2 separate regions of the Zea mays genome follow, and region 2 is linked to region 1. The links are chromatin contacts, called in public Hi-C maps. All regions are on one chromosome and are shown on one strand. Each heading gives the region's core, a stretch centred on a gene start, on an enhancer-like site or on the middle of the called end of the contact. The rest is flanking DNA. Distances are from core to core; before and after follow the strand shown. Region 1 has its middle 60 kb from the start of LOC103653429. Region 2 holds the start of LOC100856944 (MKI67 FHA domain-interacting nucleolar phosphoprotein-like).

What was found. Hi-C and Micro-C count contacts between places; a contact is called where the count stands out from the background.
Region 2: a Hi-C map of ear shows a contact between it and region 1, with 2.5 times the contacts expected there. The contact joins the promoter of LOC100856944 here to the enhancer-like site in region 1. A contact is called at or near these places in 2 of 25 Hi-C or Micro-C datasets (ear and tassel).

What each region holds. Positions count from the first base shown.
Region 1 is chr4:79,834,726-79,839,874 of Zm-B73-REFERENCE-NAM-5.0, reverse strand. No RefSeq gene overlaps it. Among protein-coding and RNA genes, the nearest start is that of LOC103653429, 60 kb to the left of the region's middle. Within about 2 kb of position 1,809, at least 16 of the 20 cell types and tissues checked have an H3K27ac peak or open chromatin away from gene starts, as enhancers often do. A contact at or near this core is called in ear and tassel, where this site is marked.
Region 2 is chr4:79,991,301-79,996,856 of Zm-B73-REFERENCE-NAM-5.0, reverse strand. It overlaps LOC100856944 (MKI67 FHA domain-interacting nucleolar phosphoprotein-like), which reads left to right and starts at 3,955. Exons shown (of 9, transcript NM_001254830.1): 1 at 3,955-4,091; 2 at 4,202-4,326; 3 at 4,434-4,557; 4 at 4,664-4,719; 5 at 4,804-4,851; 6 at 4,928-5,025. The coding sequence starts at 4,237.

The DNA.
Region 1 (5,149 bases), core at 560-3,059:
TTGCAAGAACCGAACCTCGGTAAAACAAATCATCGTGTCTCGCTCTTTATTCGCTCACGATTTGTTTTGTGCCCTCTCTCTCGGACTCGCTTACATTTCTAACGCTAACCCGGCTTGTAGTTGTGATTAAGTTTGTAAATTTCAGATTCGCCCTATTCACCCCCCCCCCCCTCTAGGCGACTTTCAATCTCCATACCCAAAACCACATAAAGCAATAGCAGGTACTACCCAAAAATTCAGTGGTAAACAAGGTATAAAGGTAGCCAAACTAGGGTAACCTATTGGGTCCCATCAAAATTAACCTATGCAGATCATAATGATTAAAAGGAACATTATTGAGTAAATAGAAGTGATCAAGGGCATAACTTGCCTTCAACGAGCTCCTGCTCAGCAGTCTCTACCTGTTGAACATCTGGATCCTCTGTGGCTTGCTCGTCTACTTGCAACAATATAGAAAACATGGTATAGCAGAAATTAACATCACACCAAACAACAGATTAGAATGCATGATAATATTCTACGCGTTGTAACGAGATCGTAGGAACAAGAATCACTAAATTCGGAGTTACGGTTATCGAGCTATGAATTTATGAAGTTATTAAGTGCCTAGTAATTCAAGTGATTAATTTTAATCCAAGTTTCATGGATAAACAAAGTTACTAGGTGATATAGACAATAGTAAAACAAAATTAATGCAACTGGAATGGATTAAAAAGGAGTTAAAATGGAATTTCTATGAATTAAACAAATCCTAGAATTATTTTTATATTAAAAATCATTTTCTATAATTGATTTATAACCAAACAGAGCTCTCTGTCTACACTTCTAATTCCTGAAGATGCCAGGGGTCACAGTGTTAAAAACATGACTCTTCTTTGATGATCTTAAACCTAACCTGGACTGCGGGTTGATATAGGTAACGGTTAGGGGTTCTTTTATAAATCTGCATACGCGAAGGGGTATGGTGGGCTTCTTGACTGTCTGATCAAAACGAATGGCTACGATTAAATCCCTGCCGCCTGAACCGTTACGCATCCGAGACCGTCCGATCTGAATCCCACAGATTTAGTTCTACGTAAACGTGATAGTTCCCTGGCCCTACGATCCTGATCGTGCGGCATCCCTCAAACGCAAGCCGTCTAGGACATGAGATGTAATCTCACCCCTAGGTTTAAGATCCCACAACTGAGGTTCATCCCCTACCTCGACGACGTAAGACGGCGGCGCCGCTGGTCAACCACGGCGGTAGTTCCGCCGGTGCGCGACAACCAAGTGAAATAGTGCTCTATCCGACCCCCTGAACGGCGCTACGCATGGAGAAGAAGATAGCGGAGGTGACGGGATACTACTCACTGGCGGTCAAGCGATGAAGAAGTCCGTCCACTCGAAAGTGCGGCTCGACGGTGAAGTAATTGCTCCGACGAGCAATTTCAATGGTGGTGATGCCTCCGCCGCGCGCAATCCACCCGGAATGATCCCCGGCCCCCAGACACCACACCCGAGAGACTCACCAAGGCCCAAATTCTAGCAATTTTGTGGAGCGCCGGCGGCCACCTCACCCAATTGTGCTCGGCGCAAATGGTGAGTATGGGGTTAGCTTCATGAGAAGGAAGGACGGCACTGTTTTAATGAGGAGCAGGGGTGTGGCACCGGGTCATACGCGTGCGGTTCGGGGAGTCCGGCCTTCCGTAGCTCGCGACAGTAATGACTTCTGTTACGCGCGAGCAATTTCCGTGGAGAAGAAGGTCCTGACCGGCCGAGCCCATGCGTCAGGGAGAAACGGTGAGTGCACGAGGAAATGGCCGACTGGCAAGCAGGCCCCGCGAACCAGTGGAAGGATGAGGAGAAGCGAGAGAGAGAGAGAGAGGTTGCCCGGTAGGGCCCTTTTGTCGGCGCATGGCGGAAAGAGGGAGTTTGTGCCGCGCGTGTGGGAGAATAGTAAGGTGGGCCGAGCAGGGGATTAGGCCCAGCGCAAGTTCTTTCTTTTCTTTTTTTATTCTTTTCTTTTTTTATTCTTTTCTTCTTATTTTGAACTTCAACTTGAATTTCAAATATTGTGGCGAATTTGTACTAAATTTTGAATGTATGATTTGAGTCATGCCATGATGGGATAAATTTATTTATTTATAAATTTATTTTATATTGACTAGTGTTTCTTTCTTTCCTTTTCTATTTCTCAATTTCCTAATTTTAATTTGGGGTCCAATTCAAAATTCTCAACTCATTATTATATTTTTATCAATATTATTGTTATTATTATTAAATGTACAAGCAAACAAAACTCCAACATAATGCACATTTTATTGAAGTATTATTTACTTTAAATATGTTTCCTAATAGTTCTTATGAATGAGAAGGCATTACACATAAAATTTTATTCCTCTCTTTATTTCCAAAGTTGGGTATTACAGCAGCGCTGCGCGCAGGCGAGGCCACATCGGCGACGGTCGCATCCAACGCTGCGCGCGCCTGCTGGACAGCAGCAGCCGCGGCGGCGGCCGGGTGGGCCATGGTACGAGCCGGATCCTCGGGGAAGGGGGAAGAGGGCGGGGCCGCCATGGCACCCCCGGCGGCGGCCAACGGCGCAGGGAGCGGCCGCAGGCGGGGAGGAGGCGGCTGGCGCAGGGGCGGGCAGTCGGCCGGCGCATGGGAAGGTGGGAGGGTGGCCGGCTGCTGAGAGAAGGAGTGCGGCCGACGGATGGGAGAAGGGGAGCGAGCAATGACTGTTGGGGAGAGGGCAGCGATGGTTGAAAAAAAAATATCGTGACCTAGCTCTATACCATGTGGGAAACCCTAACTTTTTAGTGGGGTTAGGTATTGTATTAATATACTCGGTAGTTGAGCCAGACCCATTACAGTAGGGGCGAGAGGGTAAATACAGAGTAGACAATCAAAACCCCAACGAGTACTCTAACACTATTCAATTTAAATAATAATAGGATTTTAGCCCCTTTGATCCCCTTCTCCCGAACACGTCCTTTAGTCTTGTTGGGTTGCGCGGGAATTGGATGGGATTGAGGGAGATTAAATCTCCTTGAATCCTCTTAATCCACCCTTAACCGAACAAACCCTTAAGACCATGTCCAACAGTTCACCTATATGGTCATCAAAAACACTGTTTTGCATTGTAGACTACACTGTTCGCAGAGTGTACCTTAAATATAAGTATGAGAATGCATAAGCTGCTGAAGATAGACTAATGACTTATTCTGTTAGGATTATGAGGGAATTAAAACAGATTTGGCGGAGATTAAATCCTTTTATATTGAAAATTGAATATAATGAGATTTAATCTTTCAATACTCTCCGATCCACTTGCAAATGAACAAGGACTAAAGGGATCCGTATCTCTGCCTAGGGCTGGCTATGATAAAGTTTGCCATACACGGTAGCTGTCGCATATTAGAAAACGAACAAGAGGTTATTTATTTGATTAACCACGCTTTTTAGGAAGGAGATTAATGGAGAGATTTTTTTGCCGCCAAAGCACGCAACACACCTGCGTGTAATTGTCGCAAAAAAACACAACGTCTAAACAATTTTTTTACAAATACTTGACGCTTGAATATACTGATAATTCAGATTAATACCATGAGAAAATTCAAAAATTCAATTAGTTAGAATGATCGATGCTCAGCTCTGTGCTATATTATTCCTAAATATAAGGAGCAATTTTTCTCAGTACAAGCTACCACCATTGTAGTACTAATTGCTTCCTAGGACTAGGAGTAGTTGCTTAAAGGTGAAACGACTCTGTACTGAATTGGCAATCTGAATACCCCTGGAAATAAAGAAATTGAGGTAAGAAAAGAACAAGATGTTGGAGAGCAAAATGACCCTGCGGACGTTCCGCGGTACGGACGGTCCGCACTGGTGTGCGGACAGTCCGCGCGCGCAGAGTTAGTTAGAGTTACGAGTTTCTTGTACAATTGTTGGCTAGATTCGCAGAATTAACTCGGTAAATTTGTTTGTAACGGGTCCAGCCCACTCCTCTATAAATACAAAGAAATACAACCGATTAATCATCAACAATCGAATCAATAATCAGTTTATCTCTCATTTTTACCTTAGGCATTAAGAGTAGTTCTAGTTTAGTCTTCCAATCCCCAAATTCTCCGCTTCTCTTCAGCTCTACGTCGATTAGAGGTGTCTAGGTCGGCTTGCCGAGCCTATACAACACCTAGGATCTCTCCTCCCCGACGGGGTCCCTCCCGGGAGCGAGATTCAGGCGCCGCCGACGAACCTCGCCACCCCTACGCACAGGCGGACCGTCCGGCCTATAGGCACAGACCGCCCGGCTCGTCGGGCAGGGAACACGAGCCGTGCTCAAGGTCGCGGACCGTCCGGCCCCTGGCCGCGGACCGTCCGCGCCTGTGCAGAGAGCACCGCTGCCGATTTTCCCTCATAGTGATTGGCGCCCAGTTCGGCGCCAACACACTTTTTGGCGACTTCGCTGGGGACATTTCATATAGACCTATGAAGATCGACCCTCAATGGCCGGTTCAAAGGATAACTCTGAAGTTTCCGCTAGCAATATCATAGAGCCGACTTGGGAAACCTTGTCTGCTGACGAACAGTTCCAGTTCGAGGAGCACAAGGAGCAGCTGATCTAAGAAGCAAAGGCAAAATTCCTGGCCAACTTCAAGGTGGATAGGAACAACAAGGTCGTTCGACAACGGGCGACTGATCTAGCTTTGCTCTGATCCACAATGGATACCCCCAATGTAAGAAATAAACATTTTTAGCTATACGTACAATTTCTATTTAGAAAGGAAAGGATAAAACCCAAAGGACTATTATTAGTAATAAAGAGAATAATTAATAATTATTTTTTGTAAAGTTTGTTAAGACATTTTATCTACATTATACTAGATAAATTAGCGTCATAGTCACCTACCCATATTTTCACCAATGATAAATCGAAATGGAAGGTATAATGGATTAATTAATATTTATGCTTTAGACATATTTATGAGTATAGTTGTGTGATGTATGAATGTGTATGTAATGGTGAATGATTACCCATGTAATGGTGTATGTTTATTAATTTATTTGGCGTACGTATTCTTTTGTATGTATGATACGGAAATCGATGCTAGAAGTTGACTATGAGGTAGACGAACCAAACTCGTTCGAGGACGACCCACAG
Region 2 (5,556 bases), core at 2,706-5,205, 150 kb before region 1:
CCTATCACTTGTAGGATTGAGAAAATCCTTATAGCCATCATATGGTAGTACAATGATTCTAACTTGCAATAAAGGTATGGAAAACCATACTAGAAACCATTAATACACTATCCTCACTCAAGCAGACCTCTGGCTACTCTCCTTCACAGGAATGACTATGTCGATGCATGCCCAACACAAGATAGGTGTAGTTGTCCCGATGACAGATAGGGCCCATGAGCATATATACATGTATGGCTTGCCAACCTCTTCAACTATAAAAAGAAATGGTAGAGGCACATTCAAAGGAGGGATCAAGAAGAGGTTGAACATACCATAATAAATCACTCCAAGATCCACCAAATCTAAGCCAAAAGAGTTCCAATCCACCTGACCAAGCAACAACACTTAGAGCAAGACTAGCTTGTATTATTCCTCTCCTCAATGTGGAGGTACCATGGCTCATTTGGTTGGAGCTTGTAACTTTGTGTACCATCTACAAACAACAATTTATAATCAACAATAGGACGTAGGACCGTGACCTGGACCTCTATAAAAATCCTTTTGTGTTAGGCTTTTGATGTCATGAACTCTACAACTTGAAAGGACTTACTCCCTACTCCCTAGCAATTCTTTCTTAGGCACTCTTTGCTATCCTGGTATCTTTGCTATGACATATACACATTATGCATATTGTGATATACTATGTCCGGTGGGAAGGGCAGGAAGCAGTTTCCATTTGTCCTTAGAAATCATAATCATTTCCCATTTGGGATTGGTCTTGGCAAATAAATTTGTCAAAGATCAAAATGATGGATCAATTTTCTTCGATTATAGCAACAAAATCCAAAAGCTTATAAATACCCACATTTACGAAGCTTTTTAGATTTTGTCATATATACTTAATTTCCATAGCTAGGAAAATTTCTAGTTGTGCGGTGGGAGATACTGAGGAAAAGTTTGGTTGGTGATCAGAAGGTGCCACAACATGTCACAACTCAACATGTTTATATTGTTTGATTCATCACTAAACTATGGTGTGCATATATGTTTACACATGCTACAATTCATTTTCTGTGCCAAAGATAACAAAAAAATTGGCGCCTTTTTTGTTGGCCACACTTTTGGTAAGGCCAAAACTTAGGTATGCTATATTCTAGCTGCAAACTATATCTCTACTGATATAAAGCACCGGTTTTTCTGGGTTCCACCGTTGTTCCTTTTGCAAAAAAAAGTTCTTATATTTCCTTCTGATCTAACCCGTTGTCCACTGTTGTCGTGCGTCGTCAAGTGACATGGGTCGTTATCTCCTAGATGTGCCTTGAGAAAATACACAAGCCCAACATGACATGAAGCCGCACACAACATAGTGCTCTCGGATAGTACCACCTCGCTAGTTGAAGGTGGATGAGTGGTCAAGTTAACTATAAAGGGGGGGGCAGATCTTCTATTCGACTCATATCTTTCTCGGTCTTTTGACTAAGATAAAGTGCAAATCTTTAGTTTAATATGTGGTAGGTGTGCCATATGTCCACTTTAGTTTTAATTATTTCGTAGGGAGGGTCCACTTTATTTTTATATTTATTTTTCTGGGAGAGTCCATCACACTTGATTACCGTTGGGCCCCCACGTATCGTACAACCATTACACAATACCATCAAATATGATTAATATGCCGTCGGAATGCACAGACATTCTACTAATACACCTTTAAGCCTCTACTATTGAACCACAAGTAATGGAGCACTCCCCTTTCTCTCTATATATATTATTAGGCTACCTCTGGCAGCTATTCTATCCCTTTCTTATCTCATTCCCTATTTCAAATTTCACTCTATAAATAATATAATCTACAATACAAATCTTCTATTTTATATGATCCGTTGTGGACAACCTTAAGACCAATTCCAGCAGCCTCCGTATGTGGCCGTGTATCCCTATTTTACATGATGTAAGTTATTGTTCAGCGATCTAGCAGACTCCGTATAAGGCTGTGTAAAATGCGTGCCGCAGGTTCAGGCTCCCCATCCCTCCGGTGTCTCTTCCCTCCACGCAAAGAATTATGAGGATGTGGAGTGGGATATAGGGCTCGACAAAATATTCGTGGCTCGTGAGCTCGTTCGACTCGGATCATTTCAATTTTGTCACGAGTTGAGCTAACATCTCAGCTCGGTTCGTTAACGAGCCAGCTCGACACGAGCTCGAGCTAGCTCGTTATCTCGAATGAGCTAGCATTTATCAGCAAAACAAAGCCTATACTTGTATTGGATTAATTAATAAGGAATAAATTATGTTAATTTAGGGTTTAAATGGTGTGATATATGGAATTATGAGTATTATTAATCTTTTATAGTGCTAAATTACTATGAAATTAACTAGTAATTAATTATATTGTTGTATATATATACATGTACATTATTTTTTGTTGTGGCTCGCGAGCTAAACGAGCCAGCTCGAACTCGCAAACGAGCCGAGCTGGTTCTCTGGCTCGATTGCTTAACGAGTCGAGCCAAGCCAGCTCAAGCTCGATCGAGCCGAGATGGCTTGATATCTACCCCTAGTGGTAGGGTTGGAAACGGGCCGAGCCAAGCTCGCTCGACGCGGCTCGATTACTAAACAGGCTCGGCTCGACTCGGCTTGTCCACTTGGCGAGCTAGAGAAAGAGGTTTGACTCGTCTCGCGAGCCATTTCCTCATACTTATTATTGCATTATTTAGTGAATTAACATTATAAAAATTCAAAATATGGAACCGTCATTCAACATTATAAGTAATTTAAATTATAATTGTAATATATTCATCATCAAAGACTAAAAACGAGTTATTATTCATAAAATTATCTAATATTTATCATTATTCTATAAATTGGTTAATTTGACATAGCTCGCGAGCCGCCTCGTGAGCTGGAATGAGCCAGCTCGGCTTGGCTCGCTACAAAAGTGAGCTCGCAAAAATGGGCTCGGCTCGTTCGAGCTGGCTCGCGAGACTCGAGCTTATTTTCCAACCCTATCTAGTGGGATACAGAGTCTGCTAGAAACGGGATGGATGCACAATCTCGTTGTATATTGTTGGCCGTGCTAAATAAGGATAGAGTGAGGGAGTCTCCTGGAGGTAGTCTAAGGAGAAAAAAGAATGTGAAAGGTGAGAAAACATATGGGAAGGAAGCGAGAAGAAAAATAGTCCAGAACTGATTGGATTGAGACGAAATGTCTATCTAGACAAAGTGTTTGTCCATATTTGAAGGTAAAATTGTAATAATTTAGACAGGAGGAGTATATTTAATTATCAAAATCAGACCCTCTTTGATACATCTCTTCGATGACAATGACTAATATGCAAGCAGTCATTAGATGCAAGCGTGTAAGCAGTCCTCTTGGTTCGTTAGATTTAGATCCAACCGTATGTATAATCGTGGCTTGTTAGAAACTTTTTATAAAGCTACACGAGGTGGTGGTGTGATGATTTAAATGTTAAGTATAGCATACAGTTAGATCTAGATCTAACGGATCAAGAGAGCTGCTTACACGTTTGCACATAATATCTGCTTTCATATTAGTCGGTCCCCTCTTCGATATCATCTTAAAAAATTTACCAAATAGATGGCTCCTCTACTAGCTACTTCCTAAAAGGAAAGAACTGTCTTCCGAAATCGAGCTAAATTAGAAGGCCAAAAAAAGGCTTATCTGTCTCTCTCCCGTTCTCTCCTTTCCGGTAGCTAGGAAGAAATGTGTCTCTAACTAAATGGAGTGTTTCTTCTTCAAATAAAGAGGAAAGGTTGTTTTAATCTTTCCTTGTCTCGCTAGTTTGAAGAGTCGCGAAAGGTCCAACTTAACCACAACCAACTAGACCCAAGGACCGCATATCCTGTAAATGTACTATAAAATAAGCAAGCGGCCCATAAGTCTTTCTAATTTTGGGCCGCGGCCCAAGACATCCGCCGCAGGTCCATCAATACTACCCTCGCACCGGAATGCCCAAACCCTAACCCCTCCTTCGTTTGCCCATCCTCGTGACGGCTCCTCGCCAGTCGCCTCGTCTCTCCCTGCCGCGTCGCCTCCAGTTCCGCCTCCGCCGCGCCTCCCGCCTCCGCCGCGCCTGACGAACGCAGTATAGGTACGGGAAGCCCACCGAATCTCTCAGTTCCATTTGACCCTCCTTGAGGTCCTCCCGCGTTGGTCTGATTGCCACCCTCGCTGACTCTCGCGAACGGCGGCGTCCCGCAGGACTGTGCAGGTAGAGAGGAGGAGGGTCCGGCGAGATGGGGATGCGAGATAAGAAGCGGAACCAGAAGCGAGTGCTCGCGCGCCGTACCGCGGCACCGCGCCCAGGCGAGGGCAAGGATTTCCTGGTGCGTGGTTCTCACACACCATTCCTGGGTTTCCGTGAGATTGGAAAAATAGGTCCATTTTTTGTGCTAATCCTTGGTGGTGTTGTTGCGTCTTGCGCTTGGTGCAGCCGCTGGAAGGAGGCCCCGGTAAGAAGCATCTGAAGGTGCAGCAGCCTGAAGAGCCCGAAAACACAGCCACAATCGTCTACATTGGGCATATCCCCCATGGTTTCTACGAGGACGAGATGAAAGGTATGTTTCCTTCCATTGGTGGTGAAATATTAATGCGACATTAAAGTGCTGGATGCACGAGTCATTGTGCTAAGGCACTCTTTTGTTGCTGCTGCTATTGTTGCAGGGTTCTTTAAGCAGTTTGGGGATATTAAGAGGCTTAGGATCGCTCGTAACCGCAAGGTATGTTTAGAATGGCACATGCCATGATTTCTGTGCTATTTTTTTTTGGTGAGCCCATAACTTATGGTTTCATGATATTTTCAGACAGGAAAGTCCAAGCACTATGGATTCATTGAGTTTGAGAACCCTGCTGTAAGAACCTTATTTCATATCTAATTGCAGCAAATGTATGCTATTTGCTGGTTGCTAATGTGCTTTGGTGTAACAGGTGGCAAAGGTCGTAGCAGATGAGATGAATAACTATCTCTTGTTTGAGCGCACCTTGCAAGTTGCACTTGTTGAGCCAGAGAAAGTTCATCCTAAATTGTAAGGCTCTCTAAGTGCCTATTAGATTTGACTACTATATTCTGTTTGTTTTTGCGCTTATCCTTATAATATGGGAGAAGTAGAATTGATTTTCCATGTAGTCTGGGTTTTAATTATTCAGATAAGCTTGTGGTGTGAGAAGACATGGGCACAAATGCATTTGATGTGACATTGGTTATCAGAAGTGACTTTTAGCTTTTCAAAAAGCACATATATCTGTTGAAATTAAAACGTAACATGGACTTCTGAAACAAATACTAAAACATTTAGTTGGTTGAGATGATAATAACCAGTGTTAATATTTTTGTGTTAACAAAAAATACGGCTTGAATTTCTTACACTTTGCATGTATGACTTTGTGCACCAATCAACTAGGTGCCTGAGTTGTCAAGTCGACGTTATGTACTTGCATTGGATGGGTGTATATGTTTGTCTTGGATGATGGGACTGCAACTTCAAATAAAAAACTAGAGCTTAGGGAATAAAGTTTTAGATGAGGACATAATCTGACATTTTAAGGAAGTGTTCTGG